Linked DNA regions of Sus scrofa: region 1 is linked to region 2. Evidence: chromatin contacts called from public Hi-C data. All regions are on one chromosome and are shown on one strand. The core of a region is the stretch at or near the end of the contact, and the rest is flanking DNA. Distances in the headings are between cores, read along the strand shown.

Region 1 (4,933 bases), core at 1,466-3,965, 670 kb before region 2:
AGCTGAGCATTTTGTTAAAGTGTATTTGTGTCACTGCCTTTTCACATTCAATGAGACACTTATGTTTCCTGTGACATCCTGTGGCCTTGGCTGCCTCAGTTTGTGTGTATATGAACATGAAAAGATTTCAAGTTCTAAAAATGGAAGTTTCTGTTCTGAATTTTATGTGGTTCGCAAACAAGTTGAAACAGACCAAAAAAAAAAAAAGGAAGGGGATCAAATGTGCACATTCCAGATCCCTCTCCTTTATTTTCAGCCCCTCCCGCTCTCCAATTGTCAGCTAACGGGCTCCATTTCTGATAAAAGATGCTTGACAAAGAAAGAGAAATAAGACATTGGAAAGGAGAAGCCTGCTGCCAGGGTGGGGATTTCTGATAGTTCATTGCCAATAGCTTTTTACAGGAACTTGATCCTGCTGGCGCTGTACCAACTGAAGGGAAAGAATGCGGCGGGGGCGGGGAGCCTTTGTCTTCCGACTCCCACTCCCTGTGAAATATAGGGTTAATATTAGCAATTATTATTAAAATTAGCCAAATGTTATTAAATGATCTTTGTATAGAAGAATAAGTATAGTTTTCCCTTTGGCAGACAATGACATCTGCAGCTCTACATTTTCGTGAAATGACTATACTTAAAAACATTACTTCATTTTCATGGTATTTCTTTTGTGCCTAGGAGCAACCCTGTAATTGTTCACTTCAATTACAACATTACTATTTTAAACTGAAACCCATTTTATCTGCATGCCAGCTTTTTATTTGTTTTACCAACTATATCTATTTCCATTACTGCAAGGCTGATGGTTTGTCTCAAGAGGAAATCAAATCCATTAATTCAGAAATTTCAAGCCCGACTAGCTCTGCCATAAGCAGCATTTCTTATGCTAATAGCAAATGTGCTGAGACTGAAAGGAACTGACATGGCCCTGTTTTTTATCATAACTTAAGCATTTATGTAAGAAGGCAAATCTAATAGTACTAGGAAACTGTAAGTGTTATTATATATAATTCACTTTCCTGAGATCTGGACAGGGCTCTGGTTTGTGTAGCCATGGTTTAAATCAGGCTGCCACGAGACTTTAACTCACCTGACTTTTCCTATTTAGTCGACATATGGTTTCACAACAGATACATCTAGCATGAAACTAGATTGTGGAGTCTTTTTTTTTTTTTTTTTATTCTCGACTTTTTGTCTTTCCTCCTTTAAAGAGGAAAAAGGAGGAAAGAAAAGAGAGACTTTTATCAATGCATGAAAAACCATAGTAATTTTGCATTCAGGTGACATATGAAACTTATCCTTGTAACAGCACTAGCCTGAGACAAACCCGGCCCCATTCTGCTTCATTTTTAATGCACACTGTTTGGGTTTTATCACATGGTTTGTGTTCAGTTAGATAGCTTGCCTCGATAAAATCTGACTCTGACCCAGAAAAAAAAAAAGGTGGGGGGGGGGAGAGAGAAAGACAGAGAGAGATGGCTCCTGATGCCTGCATAAGCTTTTGCAGGCTCTGTGACCTGTTTATGTCAATGGTAAAGTGTAAGAGATTACTATCACAGAACCCCATCATCTTCTGGGATCTAAAAAATACAGAAAGCTCTCAAGGACCCCGATCCGCCTTTGTCACCACAAAGCCCTTCGGTGCTGTAAATCTGTCCTCATTGGAAGCTCTTATACACCAGCCGTCACCGATAAGCTTGGGAGAAGCAGACAAGCTTTTAGGAACTACTGAACCATGAAGTTGACCTGCTTAGGGTTTTGTTGTAGGCTATTAAATCCAGGATGGCCGTTTTAAGATGATTCTACTTTCTTCTTCCCTTGGCCTGGTTAAGCAACTCTACCCCCAGCTCATTATTTGGCTGATTAAAAAAATAAGAAAAAGAATAGAACAACCTGCTGTTTGAGAAGACGACCTTCACACATCCATTTAATGAGAGTGACTTACGCTGACGTCGTTTATGGGCTCAAGCAACTTGACACTAATTTCGCAGCTAAGAAAAGATTTACTAACTGTACATACTGCTCTGTTTTTGTTGGCATGGGTACCATGATTCTTTTCTCCAAAAACAGGCCCAAAATCTTTTGTAAACATGCATTATTTGGTTAACACATTGTAAATGGATCCCAGTTGTGTGGCACAAGCGCTCTTCACTATTATGTAAACAATTATTCACTGAAAGGCTTGCTTTAAATTGTAAATGAATATATTTCGGCTGTAATGTTACTTTCAGGCCTGCCCAGTGGTATAAATCTGGTCATTTGTTTTTTGCACTCTGCCTATTACTAACCAGTTAGAAATGTGCTGATTATTTGCACAAGCCTTTCACACTGCGAGCACAGTTAAATTGCTGTTTTATTTTTCCTGTGTTTGATGAGTGTTAACAAGAGCGCCATTTGAGGAAACCCAAACCAAATACAGCTCTTTAATTGGGGCTGGGGGTGTTTGGGAAAAGCCACCCGGTGAGTAATTCTACTGTTTAAGGCTTGAAAGTTCACCTACCCCACCATAGACTCAAGGCAAGACTAATTAAAGGGGGCTGACAAAAATTCAGTGCCTTTCTCAGGCAACCCAAAGAGCTTGAAATATGGTACATCCAGTTATAGGGAAGTAGATTTACTTGGTGATCTCATTCCCAGCTCTCTCTTTTCAATGCCTGCATTGCCAAGCAGCTCCATGTTTGGGTTAGGTGATTTGGCATTCTGTATCCCTCAGAGGAAGCACAATTTAGAGATTAAACAATATGGTGCTTTCATTGGGCAATGACTTGCCTTTGAAGAGTCTGCTCAGGAGCTGATGAAAGTTCCAGCTGACTCAAAGAGCTTTGTCTTCTCTCTTGTTTTTTTTTCCCCCCTAAACAGTCAATGATTCATTTTAAAAGTTTCCCCATCCCTTGTAGTTTAATGGCATTTCAGTAATGTGCTGATCTGCAAGGCTCTGGAGACAAAAATATGATGACCTCAGATGATCTCCTTGGTGTGAAGCAGAACAAGCATTGTAAGTTTATCTAGCTCCTTTGATAGAGCTGCAAAACTATACTGGCACTGCCTTAGATAGTGCTGACCTGAGATCAAGCCTAGGATAATGGAAAGTGCCCCAGGTTCTAGCCCCGGATTTGTCCCTAACTAGTTCAGTGACTTCGGATGCTCATTTTCATCTCTGTGAGCCTTACCTGTGACATGATAAGATGAGGCAGCATGAACATTATTGTTGTTCCAAAACTAAAATTCTAGGATGCCTGGGGTGCATAATTCTGACTGCCTTTTTGCATCCATAATTAAAGATAAGGGAGACTCAATGGTCAAATTATATGGGCTTTATTAGATAAAGATGAGGCTCTTTGTTTCCATATTGAATATTAAAAAAGGAAATCTGTAGTTTCCTTGTTACTGCAAATGTTGTAGAGTTAATATGAAATAGGTACACTTTCCTCAATACACATCCTTTGAAGCCACACATGCTTGTGCTATCCTTAAGTAAACCACATGAGTCATACATTTTAGATCTAAAATAGTTGATACTTGTATTCTTTCCAGTTTATTTCATATACTCTCTCCTTCAGTGATCAGGATTCGAGCTACCGTTTTCTTCCCGATGTGCTATTTATTTAGGTGTTCTGTTTTACATATTGAATTCCATTTAGGTGAAAGTATGAAAGCAATGGGCACATCGATATATATTTCTGTGAAAATAAACATATAGGCGCCTCCCCCATCTGAAACTTTCTCTTCTCTGGATATTGATTCAGGTTATCATTCATGACAACTGGAACCATAAGCTTTAAGTACAAAAAGCCCATCTAAGAACTATTATTATCACTTTTGCTATAGTGGCAAATATAGGATTTATTCCATTCTTTTGCTGCGCTAAACAGTTTTCTAAATAAGAAGCAGACACACTCCTGAGTATTTCTCTTACCCATTCTATATGTTATGTGTGAAAGTCCACAGAGAAAACGGAATTATTTTTGAATCACATTTGTTTTAGTTAGAAAGTACACTGAATTTTTTTTCAATGTGTGCTTCTTAGGTAGTCCTGAATCCTGAGACTTGGTTCATGTTAAAATTTAGATGCTAGAACAAACTAAGTAGTAGCAATGCCTCCTTTCATCACTCTTCCCATCCACCATGCCTTTCATTCAGTGCTTCCTAGAAAAATAGATATTTCATTATTCACTGTTTCTTTGTCCATGTCTGACCCTGCCAGGCAGACAACTGGCTGTCGTGATTTTACTTTTCAGCTCTCCACTTTATAACCCAGTGTCTAGCAATACCCCATTCAGAAGAGGGAACCATTTATTTCAGGCCAAATGTGTAGAGTATTGATAAAGTCAGCTTAAAGCTGAAATATGTATAGAGCCGCTCACTGTGACCTTCTCAACATAATGAGGAGGGAAAAGTATTTCTGGTCTCTGCTGAGATTTTGGCTCTTTAGTCAAAAATAGACTTGGTCTGACTAATTCTTTTCTATCAAATAAATGTTCATGTTTGTTGTAACAAATGGTCACCTAGATACCTGAAAGAATTCAAGTTTTTCCATTATTATGCTGCATGGGCTCAAGAAATTCAAATATTCTTATATATAGTCTAGCTATGCCTGAGTTGAGACTTTTCTATTATTGTCAACTCACCAACATAATCCAGTCGGGAACCATGCTGTACCACGTTCCTGAGCAGACAGAATACACTTCCCTTGACCTGGATCTCAGAGGATGTCCAGCTGCTTTAAAAGTTTTTACAATAAAGGTCACAGGGCCTTGATTGATGTGTTCCTTTTCCATTACTTAACCTCTAAACACTTTGAAGGTAGAGAATTTACATTCCTTGTCTCTCTAGTCTGAGATCTAGCCCAGTGTCTCACATTTAGTTAGTATTCAGCAAATGTTTGTTGACATAAGTAATTTTGGCATCCTGAACATGCATGTATCCTTTCCTGCTC
Region 2 (5,632 bases), core at 1,911-4,410:
CTGGATGGCGCTCCAAGAGGTTCGTGAGGAAGACAGATGAGGAGAGGTGTTGAGTGAACTGATACCTTCGTCTTCTCTTTCGCAAGTCTACCCCCTCCCCCAAGTCTGTGAGGGTTTTCAGTCTTAGATTTTATTTCCTTTGTATCTCTCAGTTTCATTCATCTTATAGTTACTTTGCCTCTGTTGCTTCCACCAGAGGGGGAGCAATGGGCAAGAAACAGACTTCTGCCTCACTTGGAATGGGTAGGGCGTGGGAGGGGGGTCGGGGTGGGAGACGGGTATCTGCTAAATGACTTGACACATTCATGGCTTCCTGTGCCTTTTTCCCCCTTTGCCCCCCAGGGTACTTGCTTTTAGGGGCAGTGGTATAGGGGGGACTTTGTGCCTTCAGGATATTTTTGGTCTGGTTTTACTATTCTCTGGTTTTCAAGTTGAAGAAACAGCATTGTGGAGGTATCCTGGCTGTAGACGTGGTTAGCTGAAAAGATCCTGTAGTTAATATTAAGTGCAGGAAACGACTGGACCTGATGATTTGAAAGGCCTGCATTCTTTCAGTTGCTTATCTTCAGTGGCATGCGAGGCTAAAAGTGGGAGCGTGTAGAGGCGGTTTTCCTCTCCTTCTGGGGGATCTTGGCTGTCTCTTGGCTGCCAGGGGCCCCTGGTACAGAGCTGTCTCCTAGAATAACACTCTTAAAGGAACGTTGTATCAGCAGGTAAGAAAGCAATAACCGTGTCATTATCATGGCGTTTGACAGGCTAACTTCAGTAAATGCTTATCAAATACCTTTCTCAAACTTTTGAATGCTTATATTTAAAGGGAGGGGAAAAAATGATCTCCTAACGAGCTAATAATTAAAGCTTGTCAGACTGGACTGGGGGAGGCGAGTCCATTCTGTTACTGTTGGCATTGAACCCTTGTCTTCCCAGGGAGAAAAGAAAAGGGGGCCCAGGGGATGAGAAATCATTCTGCTACTCTAGTGAGGAAATGGTGCCACAAAAAAAAAAAAAAAAAGAGAGAGAGGGCCTGAGGAACCTGCTGGCCCTGGAAACCATTCATCTAAGTGCATCTGATTTCATGTACACTAATGCGTGCCTGTGAAGGAGCAGGAGAAAATACGAATTTAGAACTTTGCCCCAGAAACCAGAATGGTGCCATTGCCTATCTCCGTGTTATCAAGCCTCAAGGCACACCTTCCTGAAACATTCCATCAAAGACAAGAAATGAAACCTCTTTGTACAAATGTGTACCCACGAACATGTACTCTGCACATGTTCCTGTTCAGTTAATGCATTTAAATTGCTCCAAATGTCTGTTTCTGAGGCTGTGTTTTCTGTTGCGTCTCTTCTGTCTTCCTCCCTTTCTGCCTCCTCCCCTCCTTCATCCATTAACTTTTACCTGTTAGGTTTGGGCCGAGTCTTAATGGATCACAATCTGAAAAGCATCCTCTTGGGTGCACAGAGGTGGCTTTTGACGCAACCTGGCTAAGTGTCCGTGCCCTTGTTGAGGCAGGTTCAGGAGACTCGTTCTCTCTCTCCATCCCCCCAGTAACAGTATCACTTTAAACTTGTCCTGCTGTCTGTCCCCAGATGGGGACTCTGCACAGAAATGAGTGGAGACACTGCCTAAGCAATATGGCTACATGCTGTGGTGTGAATGGGCTGCTGTATTTTATTGAAATATATTTATATAAATATATATATTCCCCCCAACCCCCCAAAAAAAACCTAGCCTAACTTAAAAGCAATTTGTTTTATGATCATGTTTAAAATTACTTCCTAAACATCTCCATGTGATTTTTTTTCCATTATACTATTGGTACCCCAAAATGTCTATAATGATACCCGTGAACTATGAACCTTGCTAAAATATCAGTACTGATTATTTAAAAGAAGTAAAGCCCCTTTTTCGTTAGTGTTATTTGAGTTCTAATGACCTTTTTTTATTTTTATTTTTTAAGTTGTATCTTGGGCTGTCACACTTCATGGATGCTGAGCCTTGTGTCAGATCCTTGGTCAGTGACAGTACTGTCCCCATCCACGTGTGTGGTGCAGGCTCCCCTGCCCGTGTGTGGGACAGCATGTCTGTGTTCCTGGAGGTGCCTTATACAAGCCTTATTCCTGTTCCCTCTTTTTCCCCACAAGACGTCTTCACAGGCCATTGTATTTTCTAGAAGCGGGGCAGGATAATGTTACTAGGGAAGCGAGAAAAGAAAAGCAGCGAGAGCTTCTTTGCGCTGCCCAGTCAACTGGATATCGACCACCTGTCTTCACGGGAAAGAAATAGATGGCAGTGAATAAGCGAGAGTCTAGTTTTCCAAGAAGCTCAATGATTTTCCCAAATCAATACAGCTCATCAGGCCTCAGAACAAAGGCTGAGGGGGAGGTGACAGTGATGGAAGTAGCTCTGTGTTCTTTTGTGTATTAAACCATAAGGCCCATGGGGAAACAAGCTTTCTTTAGCCAGGTTTTTAACCACTCCCCCCCGCCTCCTTTTGGGGCTTATTCAGTATATTTAGGAGGGAAAATCCTTTCAGGCCTTTTTTAAAAAAAAAAGATTTCCATAGATTGTATTTTGGAGATGTTCTTTTGAAAGAGATAAGCACAGTCAAGTAAGAAAGAGTACCGTCTTTTGCCCTGTAGATTAGAACAGCATTCTCCCATTGCTTTTGCGTATTGGTTTAGCATATTTATTTATTTGGGTTAAGACCTTTTTTTTGTCATCTATGGACAGGCTTGAGATGAACCGGAGAGTCATGTCTCAGTGTCCAGATTATCCCCCAGCAAACTATCCTCCCATAAACGAACCCTGTTCCTAAAAGTCCTGAAAAGAACACCAGATCCTACCAGGAATGCTGAACTGTCATCAGAGAGATTATAATTAACGTAGATAGAGTGGTGCCAACAGTTTCCAGCCGCCGACAGAGAACATCTATCCAAACCAGCAATTTTTAGCCCTTCAGTCCTTTAATCTGTAAGCTCCCTGTGCTTCCCTAAAGCAGTGCATTAACACCAGTGCGGTGTGTCTCTGGGGTTTATGACTGGGGTGGCGGCACACTAGGGCCGAGAGTGTTTCATTACACTCCCCTTGTTAGTGCCGCCCTATCTCCCAACTCCACTGCCTACACTATTTGTTCAGATAAAGCCCAGTGTTCAGGGTGACTAATCGCAGCCCTGTGTTCCAGATGGTTTGATTACAGGATGTGGTTAAAGTGACTCTTCAAACATCCAGCCCAGCAGTAGAGCGCCTTTAAAAAAAAAGAAAAAGAAAAAGAAAGAAAGAAAGCAAAAAGAAACAAAAAACCCACTGCATTTTCTGGTCATGTGACAACACTTACTTTTCTGGTCTTGGTGCTCCGGGTAGCCTCAGCAGAGGTAATAAGAAAGTCCTTCTGCTTTTTGGCTGTCAGGAACTTCATTGGCAACCCAGGTGTGAATTTAAAATCCCCCTCCCCCCCCAGGACTAATAGCAAACTCGGTTTTGTCCTTTGAACAAAGACCTGTCTCAAGGTTAGAAGTCAGAAAAATGAACAAGTGTTCTTATACACGACTCTGCTTTTTTAAAAGTACCAGCACTGGAAACAACCAAACCACAGCAAGAGAATATAGGAGGGAGTTCAGAACAGAGGAATGGTGATAAATCATACCTGGTACAATAGTCATGTTGTATAAAAAATACAGAGTAATACGATCTCCTAAATATATGAACTTCATCCTGTACTCATGAAACGGCATATGGTGGCATTTTTATTGTCCCTAATATTTCTGTGAGAAAAAAATATATCAAAGGCAAGAAACGTGTAAACTTAAGAAAAAAAGAAAACGACAAAAGGCATCGTGGCATAAATGGGTTCCATCTCGGTGTTATTAGAGGGAGGTTTCTGTTTTCCGCATGAGCGCTCACCAAGTCCGTCCAGATGTGGCAGTCTGAATAAAAGTGCAAAAGAGAAAAAAACCCTCTGTCTGATTCCAAACTCGGCATTTGCAATGCTTGGCAAAGACTTCTGTCCCAGGGATGAGGCACTTTAAAGACTCTGAAAGAAGTCTTTAAACCGTAGTATAAACAGAGTTATGCTGATCCACTGGGAAATCAGGCATGTGCCCAGTTCTTGAGGAAACATCTTCACAAATACCAGAAACAGTAATTCATAAACCATATTTATAACATCTTTGGAGCGAAATCTCTCCGTGGAGAATTTCTATCGTCTGTAAGCTAGTGGGAGATGATGCTTACTGAAAAAGTAGGGTAATAGTGAATAGAAGGCACTGAGGAGGATGCAAGTTTTGATTCTCTTCTGGCACCATCTAGTAGCTCCAGGGTGTTGAGTGAACTCCCATGGGTGCTGGGCACTGTGCTCACAGGTGCTGTGGGTGCAGACGCTGCTCCTGTTTTCAAGCAGTGTCGTCTCGATGGAAGAGACCAGCCTCTTGTGTGTGTGTGAGTGGAGTAAGGTGTTAAAGGGACCATGTGCTTTTAAGACAGTCTCAGCAGTGGCCAAACAGTAAGTATTTGCTGCTCCCCTAATAGACTGAATTCGGTCTTCTGGTAGATGGGGTTCTCCTCGTTATGGGGTCCCAGGTGAAGGCGACTCTGCCATCTTCTTGTGGGCTTTAGGTCACAGACGTCTCCATCCCAACCAGCCAGAAAGAGGAAGAGATTAGAAGAATATGCACCTGTCGGTTCACTGGCCTTTCCCAGAACCGAGGGACACGGCCATGTGTGACAGGGAGGGAAGCGGAGAAAACGTCTAGCTGTGGACTCAGAGGGAGACCAAGAACTCTGGGGCACAGCCCTTGGGGAGAAGATGTGTGGAGAACAGGGGGGACCCGGGAGGGAGTGGCCATTTTTTGGTGGTGTGCATGCTGCGTGTATCTGGAAAGGAGTCATGGACGACGTAACGTGAGACTTGAGCTTTGTTTGATCCCCATTCATGAGGGGTCTTTAACTTGCCTTGGGGAGTTGGATGAGGCTGTCTTGAAGGGTTTTTTGGTTTGTTTATTTTCCAGGAGAATTAAAAGTGTGATCTCAAGAATCACTTTGCTGTATGGCCGAAATTAACACAACATTGTAAATAAACTGTACTTCAAGCAAAGAAAAAAAATAAAAAGAGTGCTGGTAGAAACTTGTTTATGCTGGAGGGTACAAAGGAGGGCACCTGGAGGTGACATGGTTGTTGTCCTTGGTTGGGTGAAAGGCTGTTACACGAACTATCTGCAGGGTATCAGAAGGCACAGCCAGGACCTAGGTATTCAGCCAGATTTTCGTTCAGAACCTGGAACAACCTTTTAAGCAGATGACTGGGAAATAACAAGGGCAGTCCTGGGTACTGGTGAGAGCCCCCCATAGCCCCATCGGAGGAAGCAGAAGGGTGTGTGGACCTTGCAGCAATGCCTTGTCTCTGTTTAATAGCTCTTAGATCTTTGTACCCATGGTAGTCCTCTCAGCCTTTAGTCCCTTGTGACCTACGGGTTTCTACTCTTATTATTAACTTTCCTTTCTCTCTTAACTAGCTCAGATTCCTAAAGCAAGTCTATGTTTAGTTACCTCTGCTTCAGTTGCCCCTCATTGGAAGAGTCAGATGGGACCAGAATTAGGTTTACTGGTGTAGGAGCCTAGTCGCCTAAGCCTCTCTGA

The links. Hi-C and Micro-C count contacts between places; a contact is called where the count stands out from the background.
Region 1: a contact with region 2 is called in a Hi-C map of embryonic fibroblasts, with 2.4 times the contacts expected there. The contact joins two enhancer-like sites. A contact is called at or near these places in 2 of 47 Hi-C or Micro-C datasets (embryonic fibroblasts and fibroblasts) and 1 of 2 datasets of contacts at active chromatin or transcription factors (skeletal muscle).

Annotation. Positions count from the first base shown.
Region 1 is chr2:128,733,868-128,738,800 of Sscrofa11.1, reverse strand. All of the region lies in intron 9 of LOC102158243 (a long non-coding RNA gene), which reads left to right. Among named protein-coding and RNA genes, the nearest start is that of ZNF608, 580 kb to the right of the region's middle. Within about 2 kb of position 2,715, at least 7 of the 83 cell types and tissues checked have an H3K27ac peak or open chromatin away from gene starts, as enhancers often do. A contact at or near this core is called in embryonic fibroblasts, where this site is marked.
Region 2 is chr2:128,063,254-128,068,885 of Sscrofa11.1, reverse strand. The region is part of intron 3 of ZNF608 (zinc finger protein 608); the gene reads left to right. Among named protein-coding and RNA genes, the nearest start is that of ZNF608, 91 kb to the left of the region's middle. Within about 2 kb of position 3,160, at least 39 of the 83 cell types and tissues checked have an H3K27ac peak or open chromatin away from gene starts, as enhancers often do. A contact at or near this core is called in embryonic fibroblasts, where this site is marked.